Linked DNA regions of Hordeum vulgare: regions 1, 2 and 4 are each linked to region 3. A link is a contact called in public Hi-C data. All regions are on one chromosome and are shown on one strand. Each heading gives the region's core, a stretch centred on a gene start, on an enhancer-like site or on the middle of the called end of the contact. The rest is flanking DNA. Distances are from core to core; before and after follow the strand shown. Region 1 holds the start of LOC123425704 (F-box protein SKIP27-like). Region 2 has its middle 79 kb from the start of LOC123425704. Region 3 holds the start of LOC123429857 (proline-rich protein 12-like). Region 4 holds the start of LOC123429858 (NDR1/HIN1-like protein 1).

The links. Hi-C and Micro-C count contacts between places; a contact is called where the count stands out from the background.
Region 1: a Hi-C map of leaf shows a contact between it and region 3, with 5 times the contacts expected there. The contact joins the promoter of LOC123425704 here to the promoter of LOC123429857 in region 3. A contact is called at or near these places in 2 of 6 Hi-C or Micro-C datasets (both in leaf).
Region 2: a Hi-C map of leaf shows a contact between it and region 3, with 2.4 times the contacts expected there. The contact joins the enhancer-like site here to the promoter of LOC123429857 in region 3. A contact is called at or near these places in 2 of 6 Hi-C or Micro-C datasets (leaf and seedling) and 1 of 1 datasets of contacts at active chromatin or transcription factors (embryo).
Region 4: a contact with region 3 is called in a Hi-C map of leaf, with 4 times the contacts expected there. The contact joins the promoter of LOC123429858 here to the promoter of LOC123429857 in region 3. A contact is called at or near these places in 3 of 6 Hi-C or Micro-C datasets (leaf and seedling) and 1 of 1 datasets of contacts at active chromatin or transcription factors (embryo).

Annotation. Positions count from the first base shown.
Region 1 is chr2H:167,767,044-167,769,743 of MorexV3_pseudomolecules_assembly, reverse strand. LOC123425704 (F-box protein SKIP27-like) reads left to right here and starts at 1,309. Exons shown (of 4, transcript XM_045109417.1): 1 at 1,309-1,505; 2 at 2,041-2,319; 3 at 2,411-2,485; 4 at 2,630-2,700. The coding sequence starts at 2,095.
Region 2 is chr2H:167,845,706-167,848,405 of MorexV3_pseudomolecules_assembly, reverse strand. No RefSeq gene overlaps it. Among protein-coding and RNA genes, the nearest start is that of LOC123425704, 79 kb to the right of the region's middle. Within about 2 kb of position 1,320, at least 3 of the 3 cell types and tissues checked have open chromatin away from gene starts, as enhancers often do. A contact at or near this core is called in leaf and seedling, where this site is marked.
Region 3 is chr2H:168,106,106-168,108,805 of MorexV3_pseudomolecules_assembly, reverse strand. It overlaps LOC123429857 (proline-rich protein 12-like), which reads right to left and starts at 1,427. Exons shown (of 1, transcript XM_045113832.1): 1 at 523-1,427. The coding sequence starts at 1,412. The coding sequence ends at 852.
Region 4 is chr2H:168,382,005-168,384,704 of MorexV3_pseudomolecules_assembly, reverse strand. LOC123429858 (NDR1/HIN1-like protein 1) reads left to right here and starts at 1,355. Exons shown (of 1, transcript XM_045113833.1): 1 at 1,355-2,606. The coding sequence starts at 1,757. The coding sequence ends at 2,404.

The sequences.
Region 1 (2,700 bases), core at 60-2,559, 340 kb after region 3:
TTCAAACCTCAGAAAACTATATTGATACAAATACTCCTAACTAGTTTGTGGGGGTCGTACCCCTTTGTATGTACTACCCATAAAAAATGAAACTGAATTCTAAGAAGAAAAAAATGAGATGAAGGTCGTAGCATCGCCACAAAACTAACATTATATGTGAGCTCTACCGAGGAATCCAATGCACGTCTAGTGTCAGGGCTTCACGCATGCCATGCATTGTCTGTACCATCCACATCCATGGTTTTCTTAACTATTGGGAAATGGCATTTTGCTTGTAGTAACAATATTCTTTTTTGATTTATTTACCTGTTGAAAAGAATAAAATACATTCCCGTGAAGATAACGTGGCGGACTTTAAACCAGAGTATCTTAAGTGAAAATGTGTAACTAATTAGTTAGCATTTCTTGCGAGAGAATTACTCCATCCTTTTGTAAATATAAGTCTTTTAAACGATTTTACTAGATGTCTACATACAAAGTAAAATGATTAAATGTACACTCTAAAGTATGTCTATATACATCCGTATGTAGTTCACTAGTAAAATCTCTACAAAGACTTATATTTAAAAACGGAAGGAGTAGTTAGCATATGCCTAACGTAAAATATGTTAGCAAACGATATGCCCTAATTACATAGCGGTTAATTGGCTCATGGTGAGTAAATAAAAAAGTTCAAATCACGAGGAAACAACAAGCCGAATGTCTTGCAAGTGGCAGGATGGAAATCGTGTTTTTCTTGCCCACGAAGGTTCGTGCTAATCCACTTTCCCACTGATATGATTTTAGAAGCAATCAAAACGAGAAAAACAACCCCTAATAAAGTAGCTCCTCCCCCGACCGACCTGCGCCGACTTCCTAGCGGCCAATACCGATCTCAGCCACCACGTCACCAACCCCACCCCCTCCAACGGCTAGTTTCCAGATCGACGCGATCGCGCCACGTACCCCGATCCGCCACGCGTAAGGCCGCACCCCCGCCGTCCGATCCACGCGTTCAAGCCCCGCACGCGGTCGGGCGCCAACCCACCTCGATTTCGAAAAGATTATATCCGCGAATTCCCACCGTCCACACCCATGCCCACCTCCCCCACGCACACCGGCCGGTGGACCACCTCACTCGCTACCCCACCTTCCAGTGAAACATTCTGGCTGCGTTGGCGGCCAGGGCGTGAGCCGAAAAGATCTCCTGCCGGAGCACGACCCCCCAGCTTTGGATTCCTGGCGGTTCCTACAATTTTCTGGAAACACCCCTGCTGGAAGAGTTTTCGAGGTAGGTTCCCTCCCGAGTATAAATTCAGCCAGGGGTTGAGGTCAAGCTGTTCCCACATTCAACTCGTCAGGTCCTCCCAACACCATTACTTAGCAGGTAGGTTTGCTTAGAGTTCAGCCGACGTTTCTTCATCAGCCAAGCGCAATCGGATTAGGCACCAAGTGTACCGCGACTCCGGAGTGAAGGGATAGGAAGGAAGAGGAGGAAGGCTTCAGCCGAGACCCAAGGGAGGAAGGTGTGTGAGATCGATTACATCCACCTGCTCTGTTTCTTCTCAACCTGACCCCGATCGTGGGATCTCGTTTCCTTTCTCTGTTTTCGATGTCGGGATTGCTGTTCTGCTCCGGCCAATTGCGGCGAATTCGTGATGTTTATTTGGAATCGTTTATTTTGGGCTGGATTTTGCTCTGTTCCGATTGTTGCTCACGAGCTCTGCAAGCGGTTCAAGTAGTTCGCGGAATGTTGTTTCTCGGGGAATCTGTTTTGAAAGTGCGTTGAAGAGAAGACGGACTTCTTTTTTCTTCCGAAAATGCTTCAGGTTTCTGTTGGAGCTTATTGCTCCCACAGGCCACAGCCTCTAGAATTGGGGGTTTGTAGATTCCTATCGAAATGGCTGCTGGGGTGTTTCAGACGTTTCCAACAAAAATGCGATTAATAGTTGAGTTACTGTTGCAAAGTATACTTCTCTGATGGGGATTTTTCTTTCCTCTGTCTGGAATTCAATTTATTTGCTGCCGAATTAACCAGTTCTTCTCAATAATCCTGTGCAGATCTCATATCAGATAGGCAACTGCAGCAGTAGAGTTCACCAGGCGAAGGGGAAAATGGCAATTGGACAGACTATGCCGAAGGGGTCTCTTGCCACGAGCTTGAGCTTCCCAAGCAGCGGCAGCACAAGGATCCTGGGGAGGAAGAGGGTCGCCGTTTCTCCGGCTCCGAGCCCCTCAGGCCCGCACTCCCCGGTGCGCACTCTGCGCAAGCAGCGCAGCATTAGGTTCCACATGGACGACACCATCTGCCTTCTCGAATCGCTGCCTCAAGATGTCTTGGTAATTACTGCCCCAAACTCGCTAGTGTTCCCTTTGAAACCGGTTCTTGTTCTAGATATGTTGCTTATCCCAATTTGTTGGAACATTTCAGGTCAAAGTCCTGTGCAAGGTGAACCACAGCGACCTGAGGCAGCTCCTCCTTGTGTCGAAGCCAGTCAGCGAAGCAGTAAGCACCTCTGATCCCTCTCTGCCAAATCCAAAACCTGCAGTGAGATTCGTTGCCCCCTCTCTGCCAAACCCAAAACCTGCAGTGAAATTCGTTGCCTATGTATGTAGACTAACATTGTTCTCCTCAATTTGATCTGCGCAGACAGTGGTTGCCAAGGAGCTGCATTTCGCCTTCGCGACGCCGTCCAAGGCCTCCGCTGACGGCGAGGAAGA
Region 2 (2,700 bases), core at 71-2,570, 260 kb after region 3:
AGCATAAAATGGACACATTTATTTTGAGACGAGAGAAGTATTAAATTATTAAAAGAGCAACTTTTTTGGATAATGATATTATATTCCATCCCTGATGATTAAAAGTGTGATTCCCTTGGAATATTTTTCGTCCTGGTTGTATACCCTTTTTGTTCGGACATATATGGCTGGAGATATATTTCTTATGTGGGTAACATAAGCTGGCGCTGTGAAAATGCTGTAGATCAAAGGGTCCTGCAGTGTATCATGGGCGGTATCCTCCACACGTGAACTGATGTCGAAGTTGGAGTGCATCCGGCAAAAAGATTGAAAGCAAGAGCTAGAAACTCAAGAGTGCCGGACGGCCAGCCAAACTGCACTTTAATTCAGTGCCAAGTTAACCTCTTGTCTGGTTGCCGATATGTGCTATCCTATGGCAAACAAAGTTCAAATCAGTTTAGCTTATAGGACAGTTAACGGAAATGAATTACTTCTACCGAGGAGCCGAGATGGCATCGCCAGAGCGCAAGCGGAGAGAGATTCGGAGATACCGCACACACAGTGAACGCATTATTATACTCCAAGGGTACTATTTTCTCCGTGTCAAAATAATTTCTCGACTTTTCGGTATATAGCGTTTATATTCAGGGAGCAAAAACATGTCAGCACTGTTCCAAGTTGGATGTTGCATTCCCTGTTTTCCTGTTTTTGAGACAAATAATCCCTTAAGTGCAAACAAGTCAATCAGATAAGACGCCCATGATGGTGATTTCAAGGATCAACATTGGACTTTTTGTGAAAAATATACATCTTTTTTTTTTTGGCTTATAGAGCTTAAATCTAAATTTCATCAATCAAAGTGAATTATGAATGAATGTCATTAGTTTTAACTAACCAATTAAATATTTTTTACATATTTGATTTCTCAAACAGTAAATATAGCATTTTATTTTTATTAGTCTTGCATGATGCATGTAGAAAATAATGCATTCATAGCCTTTTTTTTTTATGAATTGGATATGATGTGAGATTGAAAGAACTTCAACTCATCTAGACTCAAAAGAAGCCTAATGTATTAGGTTTTTTAAAATATAAACGCTATAAACCGAAAAGGAAAAAGTATTAAGAATGAGCCAAATAAAATCGAGTGTTTAAAACAGTCAACATGGACTGGACGGATGGTCTACATAACAATGGACTAGATACAAATGGCGCATGACAGGGAGCCAAGAGAAAAAAAAAAAGAAGCTCGTGCAATTAGGTGCGGACAGTCTGTCCTCGCGCACGGAAGCTCGGGAGCTCGTTCCGGGGCCCGGGAGCTCGTTCGGTCCATCGGCATGGATGGCCGCTGAGCTGTCCGCCTACTTTTTCGCGTTCATACAGGTCGCACCGTGGTCCGCATCAGCCCGTAGCACAATAATTCGGTCTTCGGCCTACTGCATGACGAGAGGGATGGATTTGCTTCCGCGAGACGAGCAGCAGTGCTTCCTAAAAAAAAGTGTATTTTTCTTTTTTCATGAGAGATATGGTTTTTTTTTTATTAAAGCCTATCAACATGATACCTAGTTTAAAAGTTTCTACGCGATAAATCCAACAACAAAAACGATTCAAAATTTGAATACATTAAAAATAGAATATTTTAAATAAATAAATCTATGAAAAAAATCTTTTAAGACAAGTAATGCACATGCAATGCGTCAATTGCCACAACATGAGATGGTAAAAATGACCTTACAAAAAGTGATTCTTAAATACTAATCTCGCACTACATGGCCCCGCCGACATGAGATCGATATATATTTTTTCAAAAGAAAAATATCGATATATGTCTTGGGCAGCCGGACAGTTCCCCTCGCCAGCAGCTTAGACCAACATATACCCTCCCCTCGCCAGCAGCCTCTGACTGTAGCAACGTTTCTGCATTCTGCATCCTTTTTCGTTGTTTTATTTTTATTTCGGTTTCTATGTTTTCTTTCAGTTTGTATTTTTAGTTTTTTCTTTGGTTTCTTTCTTGGCCTCCTATTGTTTTTCTTTTCTAGTTTTCTTTGTGTTTGTAACACAAGTCTACGTTTTTTCTATACATCAGATTTTTTAGTACATGATTTAAATTTCCAAATACATGATTAATATTTCTAAAAATAAATATTATGATACCTATTTTTATTTTCATACGCATTACATTTTTTATACATATGGAACACTTTATAATCATTTATATATTTTTAATACATTATTAAATGAATTGTATATTTTCAAATACATTATTTTTAAAGATTTTACATATTTCTATACAGTAGGAACATCTTTATACAGATTAAAAAAATTTAAATACAAGACTACAATTTCTTATATGCGTTGAACATTTTTCAAGTACATAATTAACATATTTTTAGATATATGTTCGGATGTCTACTTTTTTCTTATAGATTAAACATTTTTTGTATAGTCAAATATTTTTTATGTATTGTACTTTTTTCTATACATGAAAACCCAATTTTTCTGCATGTTCAATATACTCCAGTACCTGCTGCTCTGGCGCACCGCCCAAAACGTCACGCTTCACGACCAGCCGGATCAACTCATGTGGAGATGGACCCCAAGCAGAACCTACTCCGCGCGCAGCGCCTACCTAGCGACCTTCCACGGCTCCGTTGCGTGCGACTCCTCGCAACTAACCTGGAGGAGCTGGGCTCCCCCGCGCGTCAAGTTCTTCCTATGGCT
Region 3 (2,700 bases), core at 178-2,677:
GACACGCGGCTCCGATTTGGTACTACTATATCAGCCCTAGAAAAGTACCAACTCAGCTGGTTTCGAATTGAATAAGTTCCGTTCAAACAACTTGTACATACGGATTTCCATATATAGCCAATGATTAACTAGTGTCTTGCTATTTTTTTTATTAAATTAAAGGGAAGCAAAGTAGACTGTCAGTATTAATTGAACATGCTTGGATGGCACAGTAGGAGTATGTTCCCGTGGTCTGAAATCGACCTAATTTCCTGGGCCAACTTAACGGATCCATTCCAACCACCAACCACCGGCACGATCTTTACACATGTGTCGCCAAGCTGCTAATCTTCCCCAGATCCAAGCAGCTAGTATGAGTGTACGTATCACCAAGCCATCGTAACATGAAACTCGAGCACAATCTGCACCCGAATATAAAACACCAGCCGCGCAATGTGGTGCATGATTGCAATCTTCTCAGAACAAGAACAAAAAGCAGACGATCATGTAGTGGTACTAATCATAAACACTAGCTCAAGGTGCTTGGATAAAGAAAGACCGATGCAAGCCTCACAAGTTGATTCCTTGAGGTAACAAGTGATGAACACGGCACAAAACTAGTACCAGTAGGATCAAACTAAACTCGTAATCATCTCAGATGAACCAAAAATTAGCAAGCCTTCCTCACTCGGTATGTTTCTCATCTCACCAGTCACCAGCCTATGTACATTGCAGCATCTAAGTACTAGATAGAATAAAGAACGGCACTCGAATTCACACGCCGAATCAGCAAAATGCATTTTCTTGAAGTCAAAACCAAGGCAAGAGAAACAAGGGGGTGGGGGGACCAGTCGGAATGTCGGGGTAATCCATCACCGGCACCTCGAGATGTCGATCTCGATGAGGTTGTCCTCCTCCAGCTCGATCTCGATCATCCCGTACTCCTCCCCGCCGCCGCCGCCGCCGCCGTCGTCGTAGTCGTCGCTGCCGCTGCAGCTGTCCGAGTCGGAGTCCGACGTCCAGGGCAGGCCCATCTCCTCCGGCCCCCACTCTGCCTCGAACTCCTCGTGGATCACCTCCAGCGCGCGGCCTTTGGGCGCCCACGACGCGAACTCGGGCTCCAGGAACACGCTCTGGGGCTTTGCCGGCGGCGGCGGAGGAGGTGGAGGCGGAGGCTGGGTGACCTCCGGGGCTCTCTCCTGAGGCGGAGGAGGAAGAGGACGAAGGGTCGCGGCAGGTGGCGGGGAGCCGAGGCGAAGCAGGTAGACGAGGAGGAGGACAGAGGAGAGCGGGGCGGGAGAGAGGAGCAGCTGCAGGAGGGGGCGCGGGAGGTAGAGGACGGCGAGCAGGGAGGCGGCCGCGGCCGCGGCGAGGAGGGGGTGGTGTGGCCGTTGGTCGCCGGCGGGGGGCGGCGCAGGGGAGGGGGAGGCCATTTAAGGCGGGAGGAGTGGAGTGGTTAAAGCCAAGCCACGCACCGCCAAGTCGGTTTCTCCACCCTTTTTAAAGCGACAAGCGAACGAGACGAGCGAGAGCTTCCGGTTTTTATTCTCGTTGCAGCCAGCGAAATCAAAACCCCGATCTTTTTTTGCAGGTACGCCCGGAAGGACGGTAGAATGTTGTGTTAAACCACTGATTGTTCGTTCGTTGTCCTCCTGTCCAATTAATGGTAGAATGTCTTCACTGATTGTTTGCATACGAAGGTGAGTAGGGTTGGAACCATTGGTACAGCATCAGCAGATAATGTAGGGATGACATGTGGGTCCGCGTCCACAAGTTGGGACAGCATACTCGGGAAATTGACCAGTACTAGTAGGAGTATCTGCATTCTGCAGAGAAGACGCAGCTGGAAAAGGAGCGTCCGGTCAAACGGCGTGCGACTGGGTCAGCAGTAAGAAACATGATGGGCGGCAGCACGGAGCCACACGAATCGGGGCACCGGCCGGCAGCAAGCGCAAACGGCTCGGCTCGGGCGAGCGGAAGGCTGCAGCATGCACGCAAAGCCGCAGAGCTGCCACCCCCACCTGCACTGCACTGCACTGCACACGAAACGGGAGGAAAAGGCAACCGGACGGGACGAAACGGGAAGCAAATCCCACGACGGGAAGGCAGGGAGAGCTCCACCGGCCGCTGCCGAAACCATCGGGGAAAAGCTGTTGGTGAGCGGAAAAGTGGCCTTGGCCCAGATGCCCCGTGCTGCCAGATCCTCCCGTATCCATCTCGCTCGTCGCCCGTCGGGCAGTCGCGAGCCACACGCATCTTCGGCGCATGTTAACGTGTCGGGGTGGAGCTTTTGTATTGTTTGCGCCGCAGGGCAACATGTCTTCCACTTGAAGTCTTGCCAACGGGGGAGGAGCAGGGGTGGCCCAGATATGGGCACATCCTTTCGGCCACCTACACGTCTACTGTCGACAGGCGATGACGACTCGCCAGGGATGCACGGTGCCAGGAGGCTCGGGCCGTACTACTGTGCTACCAATTTTTTTTTTTGAATGTTGGCCATAGCCAAATTCGTTGATCAGAGAGGGAACAATGTACATGGTCCGGCCCCAAGCAGGATTGGCACGGGGAGAAGAAAGGAGGGGAGACAGAAAACCGAAAATGAAGAACGAAAAAAAGAAAGAAAGAAAAGCAACAGCAAAGGGGATCTAAGAGGAAGGAAACGTCTCAACCAGGACCAAAGGGAATCCCAGCTCCCGCGCAGTTTCAAAGCCTAATCTCTTC
Region 4 (2,700 bases), core at 106-2,605, 280 kb before region 3:
ATATGATGGGCATCCCCTCGCCTTAATTCAATCAAACATGGTCAAGTCACATCAGCCCGTAAACATACCTAAGAATTTACGTGGATGTAGCATCTCTCCTCGGAGACACACATTGTCCGAAGTATCTTGACACTCGTGTGCATGATCAAGAAGGCTTGAGATAATCACCGGTGTTTCGCATAAACCGTACCGCGTAGCCAGATAATGTTGTTCCCCGTCGAAGTACTTGCCGATCGAATTACCAGAAGGTCGGTTGAGACGTTGCTTTCCTTGCGTCCACCCCATCCATACCAAGATCCGACCAAAAACACTTTTACGCATGCAGTGCAGTACTGCACTCGTTAGCTATCATCTCCAGTGATTTCTAAAGCCATTAACACGTACGTGCTCTGTTGGATAGCGTGGATCGCTCACTCACTGAAGAGAGCAAGCTACACACCGCAGTACCCAAAGTAAAGAACAGAGAGTAGAGCGTAGAGCCACGACCAGCAAAAAAAAGAAAGAGAAAAGAGAGAGAGCCATAAGCCAAACTGCACAAGCACCATCTCCGGCGCTGCTGTGTCGGCTTCTTCGCGTGGCTCGTCGTCTACCTGGCGCTCCGCCCCACCAAGCCTTCATGACCAAACGTGGACATAAAAGTATGTCTGCTAGCCACAACCAAAACTAATACATGTTCCGTTTCAAAAAATAAAAAAACCAATACAGCAGGAAATGCAACAAACTACCATCTGGCTTTGGTTGCTCTTAACAAAAAAATAAAACCTTTACAATGGGGTCAGAAATAATTCAGAAGTTGATTACAAACACAGCCTGGCTTCGATGCCGGTGGCTCTGACCATGTGCCAAGCGAAGCTAAAGAACGGAAAAGGTTCAATGGTAGGTGGTATATGCATATCCATCAGCTACGGATGCCGCCTACCCTTAGCTAGAAAGGTTCGTGAAATATTCGTATATGCATAAAGTTTCACCTAAATCCATATTTGCGTACTCAGTGGAAGCCGGTGACTCTCGCATGGGTTTGCTCACGTTAAATATGAAGCAAATCGCGCTGGATAGAGGGGACATCGACTCGGGAGTTGGAGAGCGGCGGTGGGTGTAGGGCTCTTGATTGCAGCTATGCATGATTTCATATGATGCGCCGCACACCCTGGTTGTGTACTACATTCACGCCCATCCCCGCCAGAAGACAACAGCACCCGAGCAGCAGCGGCCCATAACTTCGATTTTTTTTCTGCTAACTGTGTCATTCTAGAGCACGCAATTTTACTACGTACTGTATTTTCTCTTTGACAATGACAGCCTCGCCACCTCAGCTAAAATATTGGCGGGAATCAGTCAGATCTGCCACCATTAGTCTGCTTCCTTATGGTTCCGTAAATAAAGATTGATGTCAACATAGCCTGATAAGGCGATCGAGCGGTGGTACACATGGCCTTGTCAAACGCAACTGCATTGCTAAGTTTTGTTTTAACGAGTGCTTGATCAAACGGGACTCACTACATGATCACCAAGCTGCATCAAACAGGAGAATAAAGGAAGAATCTCAAAGCGCACGCGCATGCGGGCGCAAGTTACTCCCCGATCGAATTAGCAGAAGAATCTTCTTCGGTTGAGACGTTGCTTTCCCTGGCCTCCACGCCCCATCTTCCTATACTTTTAAAGCCATTAACACCCACTGAAGAGAGTAGCTAGCGAGCCACTGCACGCACACCCACCAGCCACCAGTCACACAGAGCACAGCACAGAGAGCAGAGCCATGAGCAAGGAGAAGCACCACAGACACGAGCACCACCTCCGGCGCTGCTGCGGCGGCTTCGCCGCGTGCCTCCTGGCGCTGGTCGTCGTCGTGGCATTCATTGCGCTCGTCGTCTACCTTGCGCTCCGCCCCACCAAGCCTTCCTTCTACTTGCAGGACCTGCAGCTCCGCTCCATCAACCTCGGGGATCCCTCCCTCTCAGCCACCGCGCAGGTCACGCTTGCCTCCCGCAACCCCAATGACCGCGTCGGCATCTTCTACAGGCGCCTCGACGTCTTCGTCACCTACCGCGATGAGCCCGTCACCGTGCCGGTCTCCCTGCCGCCCATGTACCAGGGACACCGGGACGTCACCATCTGGTCCCCCGTGCTGTCCGGGGAGTCCGTGCCCGTCGCCGGATACGTCGCCGAGGCCATGAAGCAGGACATCGCCGCCGGGTACGTGTCGCTGCTGGTCAAGATCGACGGCCGCGTCAAGTGGAAGGTCGGGAGCTGGGTCTCCGGCAGCTACCACCTCTTCGTCAGCTGCCCCGCCATGCTCGCCGCCGGCCCCGGTGGCATGCCGCTCGGGGGTGGCCTCAACGGCACCGGGGGCGCCGTCGCGTCACTGAAATTCACGCAGCCGACAGGGTGCACCGTCGGCACGTGATAGAATGGACCGCGCATACGGTCGCATGTTCGTACTGTAAGTGGAAGAAACTACTACGTAGCAGGATACTTCTTCTCTTCGTGTCTCTAAACAATTTCTATTTATATATTGTAGTAATATAAGTTGTCTAAAGCTCTTAATTTTTGTATGTCTCGTTAATCGGAGAATAAACTGTGTTGATGTATGCATTTCAATTTTGGAATTCATAGATGCAATTCCTATTTTGTACTAGTATAAATGTAGATGTACGTTCTTAGAACATCTACAACCCAACTCCTCAAAGAATCCTTATACGT